Regions from separate parts of the Sus scrofa genome. Here regions 1 and 3 are each linked to region 2. Evidence: chromatin contacts called from public Hi-C and HiChIP or PLAC-seq data. All regions are on one chromosome and are shown on one strand. Each heading gives the region's core, a stretch centred on a gene start, on an enhancer-like site or on the middle of the called end of the contact. The rest is flanking DNA. Distances are from core to core; before and after follow the strand shown.

The links. Hi-C and Micro-C count contacts between places; a contact is called where the count stands out from the background. HiChIP or PLAC-seq counts read pairs in DNA pulled down with a chosen protein or histone mark.
Region 1: a contact with region 2 is called in a Hi-C map of liver, with 3 times the contacts expected there. The contact joins the promoter of TMEM127 here to the promoter of NEURL3 in region 2. A contact is called at or near these places in 1 of 5 promoter capture datasets (fetal skeletal muscle), 2 of 47 Hi-C or Micro-C datasets (heart right ventricle and liver) and 1 of 2 datasets of contacts at active chromatin or transcription factors (alveolar macrophages).
Region 3: an H3K27ac HiChIP or PLAC-seq map of alveolar macrophages shows a contact between it and region 2. The contact joins the promoter of SNRNP200 here to the promoter of NEURL3 in region 2. A contact is called at or near these places in 4 of 5 promoter capture datasets (fetal liver, fetal skeletal muscle and liver), 26 of 47 Hi-C or Micro-C datasets (adipocytes, alveolar macrophages, blood and 16 more) and 2 of 2 datasets of contacts at active chromatin or transcription factors (alveolar macrophages and skeletal muscle).

The regions. Positions count from the first base shown.
Region 1 is chr3:46,965,412-46,968,281 of Sscrofa11.1, forward strand. It overlaps TMEM127 (transmembrane protein 127), which reads left to right and starts at 1,447. Exons shown (of 11, transcript XM_021087100.1): 1 at 1,447-1,597; 2 at 2,021-2,338. The coding sequence starts at 2,095. CIAO1 (probable cytosolic iron-sulfur protein assembly protein CIAO1) reads right to left here and starts at 1,592. Exons shown (of 6, transcript XM_013995867.2): 1 at 1,009-1,592; 2 at 69-217. The coding sequence starts at 1,147.
Region 2 is chr3:46,740,374-46,743,195 of Sscrofa11.1, forward strand. It overlaps NEURL3 (E3 ubiquitin-protein ligase NEURL3), which reads left to right and starts at 1,263. Exons shown (of 4, transcript XM_003124839.5): 1 at 1,263-2,693. The coding sequence starts at 2,666.
Region 3 is chr3:46,927,481-46,930,465 of Sscrofa11.1, forward strand. SNRNP200 (U5 small nuclear ribonucleoprotein 200 kDa helicase) reads left to right here and starts at 1,586. Exons shown (of 45, transcript XM_021087098.1): 1 at 1,586-1,789; 2 at 2,256-2,419. The coding sequence starts at 1,745. LOC110259970 (a long non-coding RNA gene) reads right to left here and starts at 1,548. Exons shown (of 2, transcript XR_002342509.1): 1 at 1,415-1,548; 2 at 709-1,147.

The DNA of each region.
Region 1 (2,870 bases), core at 197-2,696, 230 kb after region 2:
TGGGTACAGCCTTACCCACTCAGGTCAGTTCAGGTTCCAACAATCCTGGCCCCATCCAACCCAGTTACCTCAAAGTCATCCTTGTTTTTCTTCCAAATGCAAGTGGTGGCATCAAAGCTGGCAGAAGCCAGGTAATTTCCACAGGGAGACCAGGCCACCTTCCGTACGGTGCGCTGGTGGCCTTCACAGAGGACAGATTTGCAGATCCAGCTGTCGCCTAAAAGCAGAGAGCAGACCAGGCTCTGGAGCTGGGTGCACAAGAAGATACTGAAGTACTAACGATGCCACTGGGTAATGGGGACCAGTATTGGAGCCCAGCTGAGAGGGCAAAGTTCAGTGGGTGTATTTAACAACATGCTTTCAGAAAGCTGTAACTGAATCCACTTCCTTAGGAGGCATCTTTCTAAAACAAATGAGGAGTTGCCCTCCTGATTTAAAACTGTCAGTGGTGGAGTTCCTGTTGGGGCTCAGGGTTAAGAACACGACTAGTATCCATGAGGATGCGAGTTGGATCCCTGGCCTTATTCAGTGGGTTAAGGATCCGCTGTTGCAGTGTAGGCTGCAGATGCAGTTCAGATCAGTGTTGCTGTGGCTGTGGCGTAGGCTGGCAGCAGCAGCTCCGATTTGATCCCTAGCCTGGAAACTTACATAGGCCTCGGATGCGGCCCTAAACAGTCAATGGCTCTCAAATACCGTTGGGACAAAATGTAAACTTCATCGTCTGTCGCAAAATACTCTGCAGGCTACTTTCCTACCACCTTCTCTCATTTTCCTGCCTCAGAAACTGTCATAATTCCCTATTTCGGCCATCTACTGACATCTTTGCTTCTAGCCAGAAAAACCAGAGAGTGGCTAATGTCCAACTCGAAAGTGGCTCCTCCATCTTCTCCCTCGGCCAGTGACCCCGCCTTTCTGAATCTGCTGCCCCGCAGGCTGCGCACTCCCAGAGCATGGTACCCACACCAAGCACACGTAGATCCCTCGGCGGCAAGCCGGGACCGGCCTTACCCTCTCTGCCCCAGATGCGGACGCTACGATCGCCACCGCACGAGGCCAGCAGAGTTCCCGCGGGGTTCCAGGCCAGGAACCAGCAGCGGGAGTCCGGGTGCGCCGGGATACGGCCAAGCAGCACCAGCGAGTCCTTCATGGCGGCCTGGCGCAGAAAGTGGTGAGCAGAGACAGCACTGCCGACTGCGGCTCCCACCACGCAAACCTGCTTCCGCCCAAGGGCCGCGGGTTCTCTTAGGAACTAAAGGGTCCGCTGCTGCGGCCGCGCTGCCCTCTGGGAGTTGTAGTCGGTCCTTAGCCACCCCTCTCCAGTCCCCACAGCGGAAAACATCGCGGTATCGGCTAGAACTACCAGTCCCGTGAGGCCTTGCGCAGGGGACCGGCGGCGCGCCCGGGCTGTGTCTGGCGCGGGGGACGGGGCGGGGAGCCGGAGGAGGCGGGGGCAGAGGTGTAGAAGCCGGAAGTGGATCGGGCCCGGGTCTGTCCGGGCGTTGCGGGTTTGGGGCCTGGGAACGGTCGGCCCCGCAGAGCTGAGGAGCCCTTGACGGGACGGAGCGACGCCATCCAGACACTTAAGGCCTGCTGACTGGTAAGGATTAGGAGTTAGTGAGAGGCGGGTCCTTTCTGGGTATAGGTCGCACCCCAGAGCGCCGTTCCCAGATCCTGGGTCCCCGATCCCTGCGGCCCAGGCTAGTTCTCCGCGCTTCGACTCCCTCTGGCCAAGACCCCTCTGGTCAAGACTCTCTTCCACCAGTAACGGATACCTTCGTCCCAGCCTTCTCCCTACTCCGCTCTGCCGAGATGCAGCGGGCCCCTAGCCCTCTCCCGGTCCTCATCCCGCACCTCCGCAGTCCCACTCCAGGGACCCGGTCCCAGTTCCCTAACCCCCGCAGCTCTCGGGTCTCAGCTCGGCCCTCTGTCCCACCCCTGTCCTCATCAGCATGGACCCTGACAGCTTTGCTCCAGCCTTACCTGCTGCGAACCCAGTGCGTTGCTCTCCTCCCCTGGACAGGCAGGCTCTGTGCGCCCCGCGGAGGTCGGCGGCGACCAGCAGCGACCGCGGAGCTACGGCGGGCGGCCCCGGGCATGTACGCCCCCGGAGGCGCAGGGCTGCCCGGCGGGCGCCGGCGGAGGAGCCCGGGAGGCAGCGCTTTGCCCAAGCAGCCGGAGCGTAGCCTGGCCTCAGCCCTACCGGGTGCCCTGTCCATCACCGCGCTGTGTACTGCCCTCGCCGAGCCTGCCTGGTTGCACATCCACGGTGGCACCTGTTCCCGCCAGGAGCTGGGGGTCTCCGACGTGCTGGGCTACGTGCACCCGGACCTGCTGAAAGGTGAGGGCGCTGCGCGCCGGCCCTCTTCTTTCTGGGCAATAGGGCCTCCTCTTCCGAGAGCGAATGTGGTGCGGGCTGGAGCTGAGATAGCCTGGAGCAGGCACTTGGTTGAAGGAAACAGCCCGATTCCTGCCCACCAGGTGGCTCTGTTTGGGGTCCGGCCGCTCATTAATTCTGATGTTATTCAGCCAGGCTCCCACTCCTCAACGCCATGCTAATCTGAACTGCTATTTTAGGATTCTGCCGGAGGAAGGGCGCTGTGTATCGGAAAGAAGATAAGGGTTCTTGCTAGGCATCACAATTAGCTGTTTCCGTCTAAGGAGCCTGTGGGATATAGGAAGGTTTCTTTGGGGCCAACTGATTGATGGAGAAAAAGGAAGTTTTAAATACTGCTAGATTTTTAGAAATATTTTTGAGTTCTATAGTAATTGAATTGTTGTTAGAGGAAAAAGGGAGTCTATGGTATTTTCAATAAGCAGAAGTCAGTTCCATTGCCACCCTCAGTAAAACAGTTGGAATTTGGCTCTTGGAA
Region 2 (2,822 bases), core at 13-2,512:
ACTATCCATAAAGCCCCCACTAGTGTCAGTCGAATGGGGAAGATGTTAGTGGCAGCTAAACGTCCCAAGGGGCCATCGGTGGCCTGAGTGAGGATGGTGGGGGACGCACAGCCTGGCACTTAAGGCATCACCTCTGAAGCCAGCCTGCCTGGGCACGCCCTGGTCTGTCACTTACTGCCTTGTGATTGTGAATAAATTGCTCACCCCTTTGTGCCCCAGTTTCCCCATTTGTAAAATGATAATTATTACAATACATAGAACTTTTCAAGAAGTTCCTGCAAGGATTAGCAAGTTAATGCGGCACTGGACTTAGCAGTGTTTGTTGAATCAATAGACATGGGAGTTGTGTGACGGGGGTGGGGGGTGGGGTGGCCTGGGCACCCCCATCCCCTGGATGTCAGTCCTGAGGCAGTATTTCAGTTCTCAGGACACCCACCCAGCTGAGGTCCTAAAGATGAGACCATACCACCCCAGCCTGCTGACACTGGGCAGCCTGATGTCCAGAACTTGTGCAGTAATTTTCCAGATGGGCTGAGGCTCAAGGCCTGACTTCCCTGATAAGATTCCATAATTATCTCTTTTATAGGAATGTGGTTTATCAACAAGGTGCTCTTGCTCCAACCCACCCAAGGCAGGCAGCCAGCCATACGGGGTTGGGGGGGGAGGTAGGGAAGGCAGGCTCTCTGGCTCCAGCACTGCCCAGAGATAAGGGGATGCCCCTAGCCCTGGTCCCATAGGCTGGGCCAGCCGGAAGCACCAACCGTGGACTTACTGTGATTGCTGTTGACTTCTCAACAGTTTGCCTTTGACCTTTGGGAGACTGTTTCTGGAGAGCCTGGCAGGGGGCTCGGTGTTCAAGAGAAGGTCACTGGACCTTCAGCAACATCTTCTGAAGTCAACTGGGAAGCAGCTGTCCCTTCTCTGTCAACACGACCACAGTCTTGGCCCATTGGGACTGGAAGGGGCCCACAGAGCAGCTCATCCTGGTTTTCTGTTTTCTCTCTCTCTTTAGGGCTGCACTTGCAGCATGTGGAAGTTCCCAGGCTAGGAGCTGAATCAGAGCTGCAGCTGCTGGCCTATACCACAGCCATAACAACACAGGATCCAAGCCACGTCTGCAACCTATACCACAACTCACGGCAACACCAGATCCTTAACCCCCTGATTGAGGCCAGAGGTGAAACCTGAATCCTCATCGATACTAGTCGGGTTTGTTACTGCTAAGCCACAATGGGAACTCCCTCTTTTCCTGTTTTACTCATGAGGACACCAGAGCCCAGGGAGGGTAAAGGAGGACAAATTAACACCAGGGGCAGAACTCTAGCTTCCCCCATCCTTCCCCCTACCTCAGCCAAACTTCTCAGCCCAGGCAATAGCACCACTGTCCCCAGCAACTCCAGGGCTATGCATGGAGCACATCTACCTTGTTAAAGCCAGTTCAGAGTAGTCAGTGGTCAGGCCTTGATCTGGGGCCTTGGGAAGGCCTTAGCCTGGAGGTCAAGGGCCAGGGTACCTGTAAGCCTCCAAACTAACTTTTAGGGCTTATCATCTAAAGTTGGGTTCACAGATCCACCTTGTTAGAAAAGCAGAATCCAGAGGTTCCACTGTGGCTCACGGGGTTAAGAACACAGTGTGTTCTCTGTGAGGATGCAGGTTCCATCCTGGACCTCACTCAGTGGGTTAAGGATCTGGCGTTGCAGTGAGCTGTGTTGTAGGTCGCAGATGCAGCTCAGATCAGGTGTTTCTGTGGCTGTGGCCTCAGCTGCACCTCCAATTTGAGCCCTCAACTGGGAACTTCCATGAAAAGCAGAATCCCAGATGCCCCTTTTGAATCAATCTGCATCTTAATAAGGTGCCTGGAGGTAGGTTCCCATGCATGTGGCAATGCGAGAAGTGCTAGGTTAGAGCTAGTGATTAGGGCCACTCTCCTGTCACCAGCCTCAGTTTCTCTAAGGGAAACTCTCTGACCTCTTTGCCATGACCTCCTGCGGGACGCTGCGATTCTGGGAAGAGGACTTCCAGCTCCAGCTAGGCTGGGGAGCAGTCCACCCCTCTCCCATTTTGTCTGCTTGGCCCTCCTCCTCTGCCAGAGACCCAGGCTTGGGGAAGCGTCCCAGATCCTGGGATGCAGCTAATTCAATTCGATCCCCTTCAGCAACAGTGTGGCTCCTGTGTGCTGGGGTCAATTGCAGTGAATCCCTACACTGGACATTAGAATCCTCTGGGGTGCTTTTAGAAAATATTGATGCTGGCCCCACCCCAGGCCACTGGGATCTCTGGGGGCAGGGGCAGAGGTCTGGGGGCAATTGAGGTCTCGGGGGGCAGGTCTGGGTACAGGTACTTATGATAATGCCCCAGCAGTGATAATGCAAATCTGGGTTGAGAACAATGGCTCAGAAGGAAGAGAGAAGTCTACCGCCAGATCCTTTGCAGGCCATCTGCTCAGTCCCCACTTCCTCCGGGACAGCCAGCTGCAGCAGGCCTGTTGCAAGGCAAAAGTCATCAGGAAATTCCCTGGATATTGTAACCCGTGATTGCAGCCTCTAATTAATCATCAACACTGTAATATGATCCTGGTTTGACAAGGGGACCTGCTGAATCTTTGGAAACCTGTCCACTTGGCCTTCTCCAGACCCAGGGACCTGTGCCCAAGGACCCCAGGCTGATGGGGGCCCAGATCTGCTCCCAGGCTGGTAAGTGGGAGCCCCGAGGTTGGTCCCTGGTCTAGGAATGCCAGAAGCGGGCAGGGGAGTGGGGGGGGGGGCTCTGTGTTCTGGCTGGGGTAGAAGTCTTGGGAGGTAGAGGTATGGTCAGTGTAAATA
Region 3 (2,985 bases), core at 336-2,835, 190 kb after region 2:
CGCTCCCAAGATGCTGCTAATCCCATTGTGCCACAAGGGGAACTCTGGTCTTGAGGATTCAAATTCAAGTTACCTTCAGTGAGCCCCTATCTGAGTCAGGCACTTTGCTGGTACTTTGTGTGTGTCTTTTTAGGGCCTCATCTAAAGCATATGGAAATTCCCAGCCTAGGGGTGAAATCAGAGCTAAAGTTGCCGGCCTATGCCACAGCCATGGCAATGCAGGATCTGAGCCATGTCTGCGATCTGCACCACAGGTCACGGCAACACTGGGTCCTGACCCACTGAGAAAGGCCAGGGATTGAACCCGAATCCTCATGGATCCTAGTTGGGTTCATTACTGCTGAGCCATGATGGGAACCCCTGCTGGTGCTTTTAAACACACTATCTCATTTACCAAAAGACCTAAGAGGAAAGTTTTACTGCCTCAATTTTAAGGATGACAAAATGACACTCACCTAGAAACAAGGCAGCTACTCAAAGTCACAAAGCCACTGAGGAGCAGAGCTGCCACAGAACTTGACTGTCTCTTGGAAGGCCCAGTTATATATACAAAAAACTCTCAGGGCTGCAAACCTCATGCCTACAGGGGCCAAGCAATTACAGGGTCTGTGGGAAGAACATGTGCATCTAATGAAAGTGGCAGTTGCTGATTAGCACCAGGCAAGTCAGCCATGTAAGAAGGTCAGTCCTTTGCTATTTATTTATTTATTTTTTTTTTTTGCTGCACCCTTGGCATGTAGAAGTTCCCAGGCCAGGGATAGAACCTGAGCCACAGCAGAGATAACGCCAGGTCCTAACTGCAAGGCCACCAGGAACTTTCAACAATCCCAGATAGTGAGTCAAACAAAATACTCCTGTAGGGGAAATTTGGACCAGCAGCTGTCGGCCATGGCCATCAGCCATAGAGGATGAATTCCTTTAGCTTCCCTTAATCTTTCAAAAACAAACAAGCTATAACTATTCAGCTATTAGTTGCCATTCCATAGAGCAGAACTCGGGATGGGAAGGCAGGGGATAGGAAGGCAGGAGTGCCTCCAGGGCCCGGATAGGCTTCGTTGTTGGAGAAGAAATTGTTACTGTCTTCAAGGAGTTGGCCTGCCAGGAGGGTAGCTGCTTTCACCGAAGTTCTTCAATCGTGGGGAGGGCCCTGCCGCGTAAAGTGAGACCAGAATGAGAGCTCCGGAGGCATGGGTTTTAGGTGGGACAGGTGGGGAACAGAGCGTTCTTTCAATCGTTCAATATAGAGGAAAAACCCAAGGAAGATATCAGACACAGGCACACAGGTGTTTCAGTTTTCTCAGCCAGAAATGGGGTTCATTAGTTTCTCCTTGCCGGCATAGCTCACAGGACTGTTTCCAGAGGAAGAAGCCGGTAGAAAAGCGCTTGAGACAGGATAGGGGGTAAACAGACGTACGCTTCGCTATGATGTGAGGAGTCTTGGAGGCCGGAGGCCGAGGTGTAAGAAAGTACGGGACGTGGGTCCGGAACCATTGTCTGAGGGTCTCGGAATTCGTCGGTCCAACCAACCGAGCCCATAAGGTCTCAGGAAAGAGGAACGCACACGCCGTAGATACGGTCACCTGCACTTCCGGCGAGCGACCCGGAAGCGGAAGTAAGCTCGTCTCTTTCTCCCTCCATTGCGTCTCTTCTGCGTTGTTTCGGCGCGGCGGTAGCGGATATCCGTGACCGTTGAGAGCGTGCGGTGGGGGAAGAGGAGTGCTGAGACCCCGGAGCAGCGGCGGCCATGGCGGATGTGACCGCCCGTAGCCTGCAGTACGAGTACAAGGCGGTGCGTGCAGGCTCGGCGCAGGGCTCTGGGCTGGGGACCTCGGTGGGGAGCGGGAGTCTGCGGAAGGGAGCTTCTGTCTGAAGGCCTTCGGAAGAACTGCCAAATCAGAGGGGAAGTCAGATCCGGGCGAAGGTGTGGGTACATGATGATAAGACTAATAACCCCACTGGTGTCTGGGACGAGTGGGATGGGCTAAGAGCTCTGCTAGGAGTGTTTGTCCCCTGTCCCCTCAGCGCTTTACCTGCCCTCTTCCGTAAGTCACCCCCAACTTTTCCCAGGTGAGAATTATTGTGGGCAGTGTTAGGAGCAAGGATTGTTCTACCTATTTGATTACCTCTGTCTCACGCGCAATTGTACGATGCTCTTTCTAAGGAAAATATCTTATTCCAACTAATGGTTATCACCTTGTGATAGAGGAATTGGTCCTGCTCACGTCAGAACTTCGATCATATTGTTATCTTTTCAGAACTCGAATCTTGTCCTCCAAGCTGACCGCTCTCTCATTGACCGGACCCGCCGGGATGAACCCACAGGAGAGGTGCTCTCCCTGGTTGGGAAGTTGGAAGGTACCCGTATGGGAGATAAGGCTCAACGGACCAAACCACAGATGCAAGAGGAAAGAAGAGCCAAGTGAGTATAAGGCGAAAATGATTTTTATTCAAATCCAAAGTCCATTTTCTCTTGGTATTTGGGCAGTGTTTTTGCTGAAATGCTTGGTGCAAGGAGACGTAGTGGCATTAAAACTCAGTGAAAGTAAAAACAGAATATAAGAATTGAAAGGTTCTTGGCCTTAACAAGTGTACCTGAGGTGGAAAACAATTTTTAGACCTTTTGCCAGCATGTGTTTCTTGTCCATAGAGAGATCTTAATTTTTTCATGGTATTTTCAAGATTCTTGGTTAACCCTTGTCTCAGTAACTCTTTTCTTCTATTACTAACTTGCCACTCCTACTTCTTTTGTCTTCCCTTGTCCATTTCTATTTTTTCTGTTTTTACATTTTATTTTATTTTTTTAAATTTTATTATGGGGAATTCCCTTCATGGCTCAGTAGTTAATGAACCCGACTAGTGGGTTCAATCCCTGGCCTCGCTCAGTGGGTTAAGGATCTGGCATTGCTGTGGCTGTGGCGCAGGCTGGCAGCTGTAGCACTGATTCAGCCCCTTGCCTGGGAAACTCCATATGCTGTGGATTTGGCC